Regions from separate parts of the Mus musculus genome. Here region 2 is linked to region 1. Evidence: chromatin contacts called from public HiChIP or PLAC-seq data. All regions are on one chromosome and are shown on one strand. Each heading gives the region's core, a stretch centred on a gene start, on an enhancer-like site or on the middle of the called end of the contact. The rest is flanking DNA. Distances are from core to core; before and after follow the strand shown. Region 1 has its middle 40 kb from the start of Slc22a15. Region 2 holds the start of Nhlh2 (nescient helix loop helix 2).

What was found. HiChIP or PLAC-seq counts read pairs in DNA pulled down with a chosen protein or histone mark.
Region 2: an H3K4me3 HiChIP or PLAC-seq map of embryonic hindbrain shows a contact between it and region 1, with 2.7 times the contacts expected there. The contact joins the promoter of Nhlh2 here to the enhancer-like site in region 1. A contact is called at or near these places in 1 of 39 promoter capture datasets (macrophages), 1 of 484 Hi-C or Micro-C datasets (cerebellar granule neurons), 8 of 115 datasets of contacts at active chromatin or transcription factors (embryonic forebrain, embryonic hindbrain, embryonic midbrain and 3 more) and 2 of 9 other capture datasets (liver and pancreatic islet).

The regions. Positions count from the first base shown.
Region 1 is chr3:101,961,733-101,967,784 of GRCm38.p6, reverse strand. No RefSeq gene overlaps it. Among named protein-coding and RNA genes, the nearest start is that of Slc22a15, 40 kb to the right of the region's middle. Within about 2 kb of position 4,099, at least 8 of the 459 cell types and tissues checked have an H3K27ac peak or open chromatin away from gene starts, as enhancers often do.
Region 2 is chr3:102,006,550-102,012,601 of GRCm38.p6, reverse strand. Nhlh2 (nescient helix loop helix 2) reads right to left here and starts at 2,457. Exons shown (of 3, transcript NM_178777.3): 1 at 2,277-2,457; 2 at 1,543-1,867.

The DNA of each region.
Region 1 (6,052 bases), core at 2,850-5,349:
TCCCTCAGAAAAGCCTGGAGGCCCAGGTTCTGCGCTGTTCTTCATCATTATTTAGACAGACATTGCAGCAGAAGTCAGGAGACGCTGATGTTTCTCCCCTAGAGGATTTTCTCTCTGCAGCTCACTTGGGAGCCCTGGTGCACAGTTGGGTTTTAATTTCATTCCCCTCTTTGTGTCTCCTCTGCCCCTTTGCTCTGATCTTCTTGGTTTCTGTGTGTATCTCTGCTCTTCTCCTCCCATTTCTGCCTGCTTCTGTGTCCTTCTCCCTGTGTGAGCTCCCCCCACCCCAGCTCTCCCTTCTCTCTCCTTCCTTCTCTTTTCTCTTCCTCTCCGTCTCTCTTGAGACAGATCTAGTGGCCTGGTTGCCATCTGCTGCCTTTTTTATGAGGTTGAGATCAGATGGCATCTAATCGATCGTCACAGTCTCCATGGTTACCAGGGTGACAGAGTACTTGGGAGAGACACATTCTCCAGCCTGGGGCTGTCAGACCATTCCTGAGAGGGGAGAGAAAATAAAACCTCTTCCATCATATTTACACATTTACATCTTCCTCAGAAGCAGCAGAACACAGGTCCTGGGTGTGGTTTTACACAGCTACTCAGTGGCTTCAGGCCAGAGGATACAAAGAGGCCTTTTTGTTGTTGTTGTTGTTGTGTTAATATGTACACACACACACACACACACACCACATATATACACACACCACATACTATACACACCATACACACACATGCCACACACACATACATACCACATACACCACACACATACACACACCACACATACACACCACACACATATACACACACACCACATACTACACACACCATACACCCACACACACACACCACACCACATACATACACACACCACATACTACACACACCACACACACACACACATATGACACACACACACACACACCACATACCACACATACACACCACACACATATATATACACACTACACAGAATTATTTTAGTCTCAGAGTCCACCATTCAGACTCAGAGACAATCCCCTCTCTCTCTTACCCCTATTAACGTTTGAGAATTAATTGACTCATTCCAATGAACTGCTAGTCTTCCAGCAGATTACAATGTTGTCTCAACACAGACAGTTGAACAACCATGCAAAAAATTACCAATACTTTAATCTGTCACTGAGATCAAAGGTCTTGTTAAAATGAGTTGCTCTTTGGCCAGGAATTAGCTGTAATTCAGGAAGCTATATAATGAGATATAACCAACATGACCTTTATTATTGCTTGTGTGAGACATGGTCTCCTGTAGCCCAGGATAGTCCTAGACTGCTTTGCTGCTGAGGATGAACCACTGAATCTGCCCCCTGAGTCCATGCTGGGATTTCAGGCGTGCACAACTGCTCCTGACTCCAAACGATCCTTCCTAAAGCAAGAGGCGCCTGGGCTTGGCTGTAGTCTGTAAGGCTTTAAGTCCTAGGGGCTTCCCAATTTGGCAGAGACACACTTGGGTCATATTATAATGTGTTGTGGTTCACAGCCCAGGTCTGTTGACATACAGCTGAAAAAGGTCTCGGTATGGAGGACAGAGCCAAATGGAACCAAGGCTAGATATTTGAAGTAGCTCTAGGACAGGAAAACAACCATCATGCTATTAAATAAAGTCAAAACTACATTGGAAATAGTGTCCTTGATTTAGTCCTTTGGCGTCAGCATTAGGCACAGATGATGGCGGCTACAGCCTGTCTTTCTCCCTTTCGTTCCAATTTTTCATGCTTGATAACAGCTACCCAAAAATCTATTCTTTTTTCAGCTTCCTGGAGAAAACCAGGAAAAATAAAGCTATAGTCTGGAAATGGGTCTGCAGGTAAGTAGCACCTGCCCATTTAAAAGAACAGATGCCATCCATGGGCAGTGCTCCCTGCTCCCCCCCCCCCACCCCCGCTCATATTCTTCCAGACTTCCTGCCTCTCTTCACGAACAGAATCTTAGCAAGATTCAGATAGATTCATCTGCAGCGCCTTCGGCTGTTAAGCAAATATCACACTGGTATTTGAAATAGAAATGATTCCATCAATTGAAGGAGAGACTTTAATATAAAAGGAAAATAATTTGTCATGGCCACGAACCTCCTATTCATTTCTCACCTCTGCATCATGGCTACTGCCAGGTTCTCTGCAGTTCCTCCTACTGCCTCCACTTGTTGAGGCGCAATGGTGGAACAGTCTGGGAAAGTGGTTTCCTCAAGTCCTGTCTTCCCGGTGCATTTCTCCTGCAACCCCCAGCCCAGACAGCTGAACTCCAAATGCTCTGACTCTGCTTCTCAGTCAGAGCAGCCACGGAGCGCCTCTCACCTCTATAACGTGAGCTCCAGAGGGTGGAAACCGTGTCACTTCTTCGTGGGGCCTCCCTTTACCATGTGCTGACATGCCAGTCACTACATGTTTGCAGCGGAGAATAGGAGTCTGTGAAACTTAGGAGGCGATGCACCCTGGGCATTCAGAGGTTTTGGTTGTTTGCATTCATTCATTTACATACTTATGCATCTTACATCTTAGTGTGCGTGTGTGTGTGTGTGTGTGTGTGTGTGTGTGTGTGTGTGCATGACAGAGGTCCACAGATGGACATTATTTCCCTCAGTTACTCTCTACCTTTTTCTTGGAGACAGTGTCTCTCACTAAATCAGAAGATCCCCAATTCTAGACTGGCTGGCTGTCAAGTTCCACAGGTCCTCCAGTCTCTGCTTTGCCAGTGCGAGGACTACAGGCACTGGCCACGATACCCAGCGTTGTATGTATGTGTGTGTCGTGGATCTGAATTCAGGTCCTCAAGCTTGGGCAACAAACACTTTATAGGCTGAGCCATCTCCCTAACCCTGATTTTGTTTTGTTGAGACCCACTATCTACGTGATCAAGACTGGCCTCAAACAAGCAATCCTCCTGCCTCAGCCTGTTGAGAGTTTTGGAGTTTGTTTGTTTGTTTGTTCATTGCTTTTCTTTTTAAAACTAGGCAGCCCATTCAGCTCTGAGTACTTCTTTGACTTCAGTTCTTGACTCTGTGTCTGCCAGGAACTGTGTCTCTTCCCTCCCTGACCACGGCAGGCTCCTGTACAAGCATGCCTCTCTGAAGAGGTGGATTCCATCTTGGAAGGGAAAGAGTCACTTGCTCCCTTCAGAGCAACTGCTGCAGCCTGGTGTCAACTCACACTCAGTCTTCTGGAAATTGGGTTTGTCAGGACTCAGCCCCACGGCTGAATGAAGTGTTGTGTGATGCGGGGTGTCTCCCGGGAGAGAGAAACTGGCACAAACCACATCCTAATGGGATCCAGAAACAAAGGAGCGTGAATGAAGTGTTAATTGCATTCATAAAGACATTAACAAAGGAATTAAAATGGCAGAAGCTTCAGTCCCTCACTCAGGACTCACAGGGAAAAAAAACCGTGCCCGAAGATGATTTTCACAATAACCATCGGAGTTTATTGCTTGCTCACTGCGGAGAAAATTCTCAATAAACACTAACTTTTTAAAAGAACACTTTGAGTCCATTATCTTGAGTCTATTGACGAACAGACATTTGAACCCGTCTCACCTCCAGTGCTTTTGTATGATTCGTTTCCAGGGAATCGAGAGGCCTTGCCATGTCCCCGTGCTGACCACAGGGACGCGTTAACAGTTTGAATGCAATCAATCCTGCAGTTCTTCTCTGCCTAGGATGCTCACTGTCTGGGAGATTTTATTGGTTTGCTTAAAAGTAAAACGACAAGTCTGGGGTCTTTTGGTAATTCTTCTTGAATATTCTCAAGATGGTCTGCAGGGAGGGGGGCCCTGGGTTCCCTGCCTTGCCCTTTGACTGGGCTTCCAGTTGCTGACAGCAGGACTAAGTGGGTAAAAGGTCAGAAGGCTACATTGACTGAAGGTAGATCACCAGGTGAACTTACTGACATCCAGGCCTTTCACGGGACCTGTGCTGCGCTCAGTTACACCTTCACACATCATGCCACTAATCCCAGACAATCACTGTGTTGTCTGTATGCAACTGGTGACCAGGAGACGAGAGATCAATGAGTACCGGCTAATCCTGTGACTGGAAATCCCTCTGTCTGACAGAATCGTAGCTTCAGGGCTGTGTTCACAGAGGGCGTGTCCTGTGACCTTTGTGGACATTCTGAGACGCAGGCAGTGGATGAGAGAACAGAAAAGTGAAGCCATTAAGGAAAGCCTGGGGTCAAAACTCAAGTACTCTGACAGCTTCTCCACTCATCCTGCCGTTGTGCAGGAGCGTAACTCTCCCAGGATCTCATTTGGTTCAAATAAGAACCCGGTGAAGGAAGACAAGCTATATAAACAAGCGGGTCAATTTTTCCTGGAATCCATCAGCTCGACCAGAGGAGTGGTCCTCTCTACCTCACCCCAGATGGGGGCTGACCCTCCTGGTTACCTGAACCACCACATCTCTGTCTGTCCTAAATCTATCCTATTAGTGGACGGGGCGCCAACCTAATGGTTGATTTTAAACCAGCGATATTCTTACATGTTGGGTGCATCTGTGCTGATGAGTGCAGAACAATCTGTGGAGGGCACAGAATTGGGGACCTCAGGGGGGCTCACTCCCCAGCCTTTAGAATCCATGTCTGTGCTAATTTGGAGATACCACAAACCCTAAAATAAAAACCTCTGGAGGGTTTGTGGCTTTGCTTTTGTTTTGTTTTTAATAGGTCTATATGATTTTATAGGTGTATAAGTACATATATGTGTGTGCAAATAACCATTGCTGTTATCTCAGATGTACTTTATTGTATGTATAAATAACCATGTACTCAAGAGCAGATTGTCTTCCTCACTAGAACATACTGTTTATGATAGTTGATGTAATAATTTTCAAAAATGGCAAATTTAATCCAATGTAGAACAGGATCTAAAATTATGTTGGGGTTATTCATACTATTATTTACACTTGTTTATACTAGAGTCTCAGGTAGCCCCAGTGGGCATGAATTAGATATATAGCCTAGGATGACCTTGAACTTTGAGCTTCAAGAGGGCTGGGATTATATTGAAGCAGGGTCTCCCAGAGCTAAGGCTGGCTTAGAACTCCACATGTAGCAGAGGATGACCCACAAGTCCCCACCCTCTTGCTTCCTCTTCCTAAGGGCCAGACTTGCAGGTGTGGGCCACCACGCCCAGCTCTATAATTTTGAATCCTGAGAGTCTTTTGTGTTGTTTTTAAGATGAAAAACTAGCAAAATAAAAAGGGTTGGTCTTACTTGTCTATTGTTAGGGATGGGAAACACAACAGAGTAAACGGGGGTGGGGGGAGTCATAGCCACCAATTGGCATCTTACATACTAAGTTGAGATAATGGCTGTCAAGCCTTGCTCTGTTGGTAGCAGAGCCTTGACTGTTTCCTCTCGTTCCTGGCCTGATTACGTCATTCCTCTTTGCTTAGAGTCAGAAGACTGATTGAGAGCAGAGAGAAATCTGACTGTAATTACCTGCTGATGTTCAAAGCACCTGCTAAAAGAGCTAGCATTTTCAACTATCTTACTTTCATGTTGATAACTGGGGTGTTGAAAACACATGGCCAGAGATGCCACCTAATACTGAGACTAAAATATTTCAGACATTTATTCATTCTACCTATGCCAAAATTGTGAGGATTAGCTCATGTTTCTCAGTTATTCTCCTAGCATGGTCGTGGATTCCTTTCCATTCATAGAAATCCAAATAGATATCGTTCCCATGACAGTAGGAACACGTCGTATGTAACCATTTAAGTTAAAATGAATTAGAGTTAAATTTAAAAAGCAAAAACAAAACCTGAGCAGCCCGTTGTAAGCACTTCATAGCCACGTGTGGCCAGTAGCTATGGCATTAAGGAGTGCAGATGTTCAGGATACTCATGTCTCCAGCAGGACATGCTATTGGACAGAGTTGTCCTTGTGCAAGAGACTGGAACCCACATATGTCACAGAAGTACATAGACGCTTGTAAAGCTATATGTAAGGTTTCAGTGACCGTGGGATCGGCCTGCTGGAGCCTGGCATGAAGGGGGTGGCCTGGAGCCTTCTTTGTC
Region 2 (6,052 bases), core at 1,208-3,707, 46 kb before region 1:
TTGATTTGCAAGGAGTAGTGGCGAGGGCCTAGCAAACCTGGACTTCTAGGAGGGGACCTGGGGACACTGGTCCTCTCCTCGTTTCAGGCCCACGCAAGTGGGGAGGCAAGGAGCGGGTATCAAAGCGCATTCTGAACCCACACAGAAGACTGCCAGAGGGGCCAGTGGCGCTGGGGCTGAAGAACCGTGGACCTCTGGGGCCGGCTGACATCTTGAGTCTCCTCTGGCCAGACATCAGCTGCTCTCTCCCGCCTCCCTTGCTCCGTTCCCTTCCCAGACACAGGAAAGATCCCGAAGGGATGGATGCCCGAAGGATGGATGCATCTGGGTTTTAATGGAGATGCAGAGTGTGCTTCCCACCCGAGGGCCTAGGGCAAGGCAGCTGGAGACTCCCAGCGCCTGAGGGTCTGGGCTACGCTGGGGTGCGGGCGAACCCCATCCTGGAACCTAGGCCGGGAAGGCTTTCTTGCCGTCCCCTCCCCGCGTTTCTCCGAAATAATAAAGAAATGACCGAACACATGTGTTCGGTCCTTTCAAAAGAAAATTGACTCCTCGGCCCTCATACTCTCCCGGAGCACCATCTGTCACGCAGACTGCCACACACATTGGGGACCTAGGGACGTGGATCACACAATGCCCGGCAGTCTGCCGACTACCTCCCGGGAAAACGCAGGCGGCCAGGTCGCTGCGGGCGAAGGGGCTGGGGAGGGCCAGAGAGGGATGGACTCCGAGGCACCAGTGCGGGACGCCCCGGGCGCAAGCTGTATCTGTGCGGGTGAAGTTCGTGAGCTTAGGGGACCGGAGCCCCGCAGCCCACCGGCGGCCCAGGGAGGCCTGGCCGCGGCCCCGTGTCTGCGCCGGGCTTTCCCCAGACGATGCCCTCCTGGAAAAGCCACCTCGGGCCGGCAGCTCGAGGGCCTTCGCGTCTTCGAGAACCACTGGGCTTGCGGGTGATCTGGGTGGGCAGATGGGGATAGAAACCTGCCTGAGCTGAGCTTTTGGGCCTCCGCCACCAGGAGGGACGACCGGGCTATGACCTCTGTACCCCGCCTTGCCCCTCACAGGCAAGGCTCCTGAGTAAGAGCCTCGCTTCAGAGAAACAAAAGCCAGGGAGGGGATGTAGGTTCGGCTCCTGGCCTCGAATTTGCCCAGGAGAGACCTGAGCTCAGAAACAGCTTTCCGTGCAAGGAAAACGGATCCTCAGAATAACAATAAATGAACCAAACGAACTGCATGCTGCTCCCCCCGCCCCCCAGGCTTTTCTCTACGTTTATAAGTGAAACAACTCACACCTACGCAGTTGGCGTGAAGAGGTAGAAATACACAGGGAGAAAAATCATAGCAAACCACGACATAGTTACAGATCGGACAAAAAGTTCCCGGGCTGTCCCCCCACGCGTTTAAATCCTCCAGATATTTAAATAGTCATAAATGGTATTTCTCGTGGGCATTTAAGTCTATGACCATGTGTGAGGAATACATCTATAAAATACAATATGACTCAACTTAATCTAAAGAAAAAGAGACGTGAAGATGTCTTACCTTGCAAGAGCCCTGTCGATAATCTTTTCGTCAATCTTTTAGAGTTAAAATTCCAGGAAACAAGGAGGAGAGATCCTGGCAAATATTAAAAGCAGCCAATATTTATTACATTCGCAGATGAAAAAGCAGCTGTCATCTCGCCGACCACCACAACGAGCGGCGGTGTCTTAGCGGGTGTATGGTTGTTCACTTAGTTGATGGATTGAAAACGCCCGTTTGTTTGTTTGTTGGTTTGTTTTTAACTGTTCTTAAACATTTCAGGAAAATTCGTTGTTGATCTTTATAAGTCGAAGTGTTGAAACCTCACGCCTCCCCACTCAAAGGGCTGTATAAATAACAAAAGAGATGCTGAGATAAAAACAATCACATCAAAGGGACGATTCCTCCACTTTCTAATAGCAGAATAATCAATAAGAAAGATGGTTAAGATAAAATTCCATTCCTTGAGGACTCCTTCCCTTCCCTTAATCGGGCTGGGGCGAAACTGGGAAGTGCGGTCAGGGATGGAAGGGGCTCAGAAGTGATTTTTCTCTTCTTCTTCAAGATAATGCTTTGTTCAGCCGGTGTCTCCCCAGTTCCCAGGAACAACAATACAGTAACTAGGGCTTAAGGTTGCCTCTGTCTTGTCCCTCATCTACTTCTGTGTTGTATAAGCAGACGCCAATTTTGCAGTTTCAAAGTCTTTCAAGGTTTGGTTACACCCCCTACCCTACCCCACTCCCTCCCCTCTTTACCTTGTGGTGAAATGTATATAGTCAGTAGCTTGGAGATGCTGGAGAGAGATTGGAGAGAAGTGGACGTCTTCTGGAGTAACAGTGACAGGGAAGCAGAGAAAGGGGAGCTTGGGAGAGCCAGAGAGGAGAGGCAGCTGCCTGTGTGGCTTCTTGGCTCTTCTGGTACCAATTGATTTAGCCTGGAGATGGTGGAAGAGATAAAGGCTTAAGAAGGGGGATGGAATTTTTTCCCCCTAAATTGATATTTAATGGGAAATCCTATTGGACAGAAACCTGGACACGAGTCACTTAATTGGACTTGACATCTGTCACAGTGTGGGAGTTTTCACAGCCCAAATATTTTAGCAGATCAGATTCCCACTGAATCTGTGCCATAAAATATAGCAGTTGAAAGCAGCCCATGATAGAAGCCATAGCATCTACAGCGTCTGGCCACACAGGCGGTTCCTTGTTTTCAGATTATTGATGCAATATTTAAGTGCAAGTAGACACTATATGAACATGGAAAATTCCTCTGGCATTTTGTGAGCCAGCATTTTTTTAAATCAATAGTTAGAAAAATAGTTGTGCTGGGCACATGAAAGCATATTCTGTCTATGACACTGTAATTAAGGTGAACGATCCAGACAGGCAATGCTAACATTTATGTAAAGTGAAGTGTCTTTTAGAGGATGCTTTAATCATGATTATTTAAGCATATGGATGTTTTGGAGAAAGGTTCTACTATGAGACCAGCTTATTAATAGATGATATTTTAAAGGACGTTTGACACATTAGTTTAAATCATTGGTGGAATTAGGAGCAGAATCCAAGTAGTTAGAGACCACTAGATAATTCTACTTTTTGAGTTATGTTTGGTTTTCTTTTTCTTTACCCATTTACTCATGTTCATTATTCGCTGTAAAATATGACACACAGTATGTGCAAAGACAGTACTTTATTCTTGCCCATCCTAACACGTGAGTGAATATATTTAGCTGGGTGGCAATGTAATTGTGCTAAAATGTAAATATTAAGTATTCTAGCATGCAATGCCTTTGCCTAAGATGACCTCCAGTCCCAAATTTATGTGTTTTACAAAATTAAGGGAAATTTACTGTTAGTCACTATCAATTATATATTATTTGCTATTATTTACACATTGCCAGTGATACCACTAATTCTGTCTTCTTTCTGTCTATCTTCCTTCCTTTCTTCCTTCCTGTCTTTCTTTCTTTTTGGTATTTTTGACAAGGTCTCACTATGCAGCCCTGGCTGGCCTGACCCTCACCATGGAGACCAGGCTGACCTCAAACTCATAGAGATATGCTTGTTTCTGCTTCTCATGTGTTGGGATTAAAGGCATGTACCATCACACCCAAATACTATTTTTTTTTAGATTGATTAAGCTTAGAGGAAATGAGAGAATAATAGCCAACCTCCTGTCTCCCTGTTCCTAGGTGAGTTTTTGTGGAGAGGAGAACCTTCACTTTCTCTTCATAATCACCTTTGTCCTATAAAGAGGTATTGTCCTCAGGGGAGGGCTGTAGAGCTACCCACCTAGAGAGTGGCCCTCTGGGTTCCTCATGGCTGTGATGTATATTGTTTGCCTTTGTTCACATCAGCTCCAGGAGGGTAATGGGCCAGAATAGGCAGGGTAGAGGGAAAGAAGGGAATATGGTACCAGTGCTGCTCAGCCTCACCTCTGCTCAACCCAGGTATCCCCAAGCATAGAGATGGGCAAGCAGAGAAGCCCCTTCCCTGCAGGGCTGGTGGGAGCCAGGAGTGACGATGTGGGAGAGAGGAAGGTTTCCCAGCCTGGCTAGCAGCAGCCAACACTAAGCACTAACACACAACAGAGATGTACACACAGATGCGCACCCTCAGATACTCATGTCTCCTCACCATCTAGAGCTCACACAAGCTGTCTGGCTCAATTAGATGCTTGGGCAGATGGACTGAAAACTGTGGTGGCTTTTGTTACCTGAGCTCTAGAAAGCACAGCTGCTAGGATAGGAGTGGCCCGTGTCCCTGGTCACCCTCGTGTTGGGAGTTGGATGGGAAAGAGGATGCTCAAACCATGGCTGGCCTGATTCTGCTATGGTGCATGTGAGTCCAGACCAATTCGCTTTTATAGCCAGGCCATCGACAACCTGCATATTCATAAATTAATACACGACTAAAGCTGTGTAGAAACATTCCAGATACGCACACAATTATGCTTAGACACGCCATTATAGACACAACATGGGTTTCCACACAGGTACATTCTCTCTGGTGGGAAAGCTCCCATCCCCCTCCCTATTTGCCATTTCTAAGACATCCCAGGCACAGATGGCTCCTCTTCTCCTATCCCCCTTAGAGACTATATATTGTACACTATGGTTCTTGGTTTCCATATCTGTCTCTCCCACGAGGCTGGAGTATTTTCAGGAAAGGTCTGTAGCTTACATCTTCAACCCCTCCATGTCTGACCTTGACACACTACATGCACCAAGTTTACAGAGGATAACTTCCTGTGCACAGAGGTTCCCAGGAACCTGGTAATGAACCACTTCCACTCACAGATGCCCAGCCTTCCATTTTGATGGCTTCTATTCTTGAAGGTGTGTGTAGTGACCACCTCTCTCCCGTCATCAGCTTGCTGTGACACTCAACGGTTGTACAAATCTCTGACAAAACACTAATCACCACACAGATTAGGATATCTTAAAGTGTAAGAATATTGTTAAATAACATTAAAGCAAGAAGGGGGTGGCAGGTAGTGACTTTAAAAGCCAGGTTCTCTGTCATCACCGGCTAGCTGTATAGCTTCTGTTGGCTAGGAGTCACCGAGTCTTTTTGGACCCCAGCTTTCTAATCTGAAAAGTGAGAATAAAGAACACAGGCTATGCAGTATGCTATGCATGCTGCTATGTTACTTTCTTTTTTTCCCAAAAAGGATCAAGATAAGGTGCTGGAGACAGGACTCAGTGGTCAGGAGTAAGTATATTCTCTTGCAAATGACTGGAGTTTCCTTCCCAGCATCCATGTTGGGCAGCTTATAATGACCATAACTCCAGTCGAGGTGAGACACCTCTAACCTCTATAGGGGCACCTGCATTCACATGCACACACACACACACACACACACACACACACACACACACACGCATGCACACACACAATTAAAAACAAAACAAGCCATAAAAAATAATACATGTGAACAACTTAAATCATTGAATGCTCTTAATAGGGTTATTAAATATAAGCACATTCAGTACTATATTGCATAGAAATACTAACATATCCAAGTACACTCATCAGATTGTGTGTGTGTGTGTGTGTGTGTGTGTGTGTCCACAGCTCAATGGCTGACCCATAGTAAATACTACCTCAGCATTAAACCATAAACATAAGATTATGCATATATTAGCTCATCCCTTCTTAACCAGAAAGTTAAGAAATGCACTCTGCTGCCCCTGTTTTATATATAGAGAAACTAAGACAGGGAGAAAAGATGGTGAGTTCTTCCAAGACACATAGCTAGTGACTCACAGGGCCAACAAGATTAGGATCAGGGTGGGGGATGGAAAAGGCACTTGCCACCAAGTCTGAATACCTGAGTTGGATCCCTTCAATGCTTGTTCTAGAAGGAAAAAACAGCTCCAGAAAGTTGTCTTCTGACTCCACACTCACACCATGGCACACATGCATATGTATGTATACAGAGAGAGAGAGAGAGAGAGAGAGAGAGAGAGAGAGAGAAAGGGAGAGAGAGAGAGAGACAGACAGAGACAGAGAGAGGAGGGGGTTAA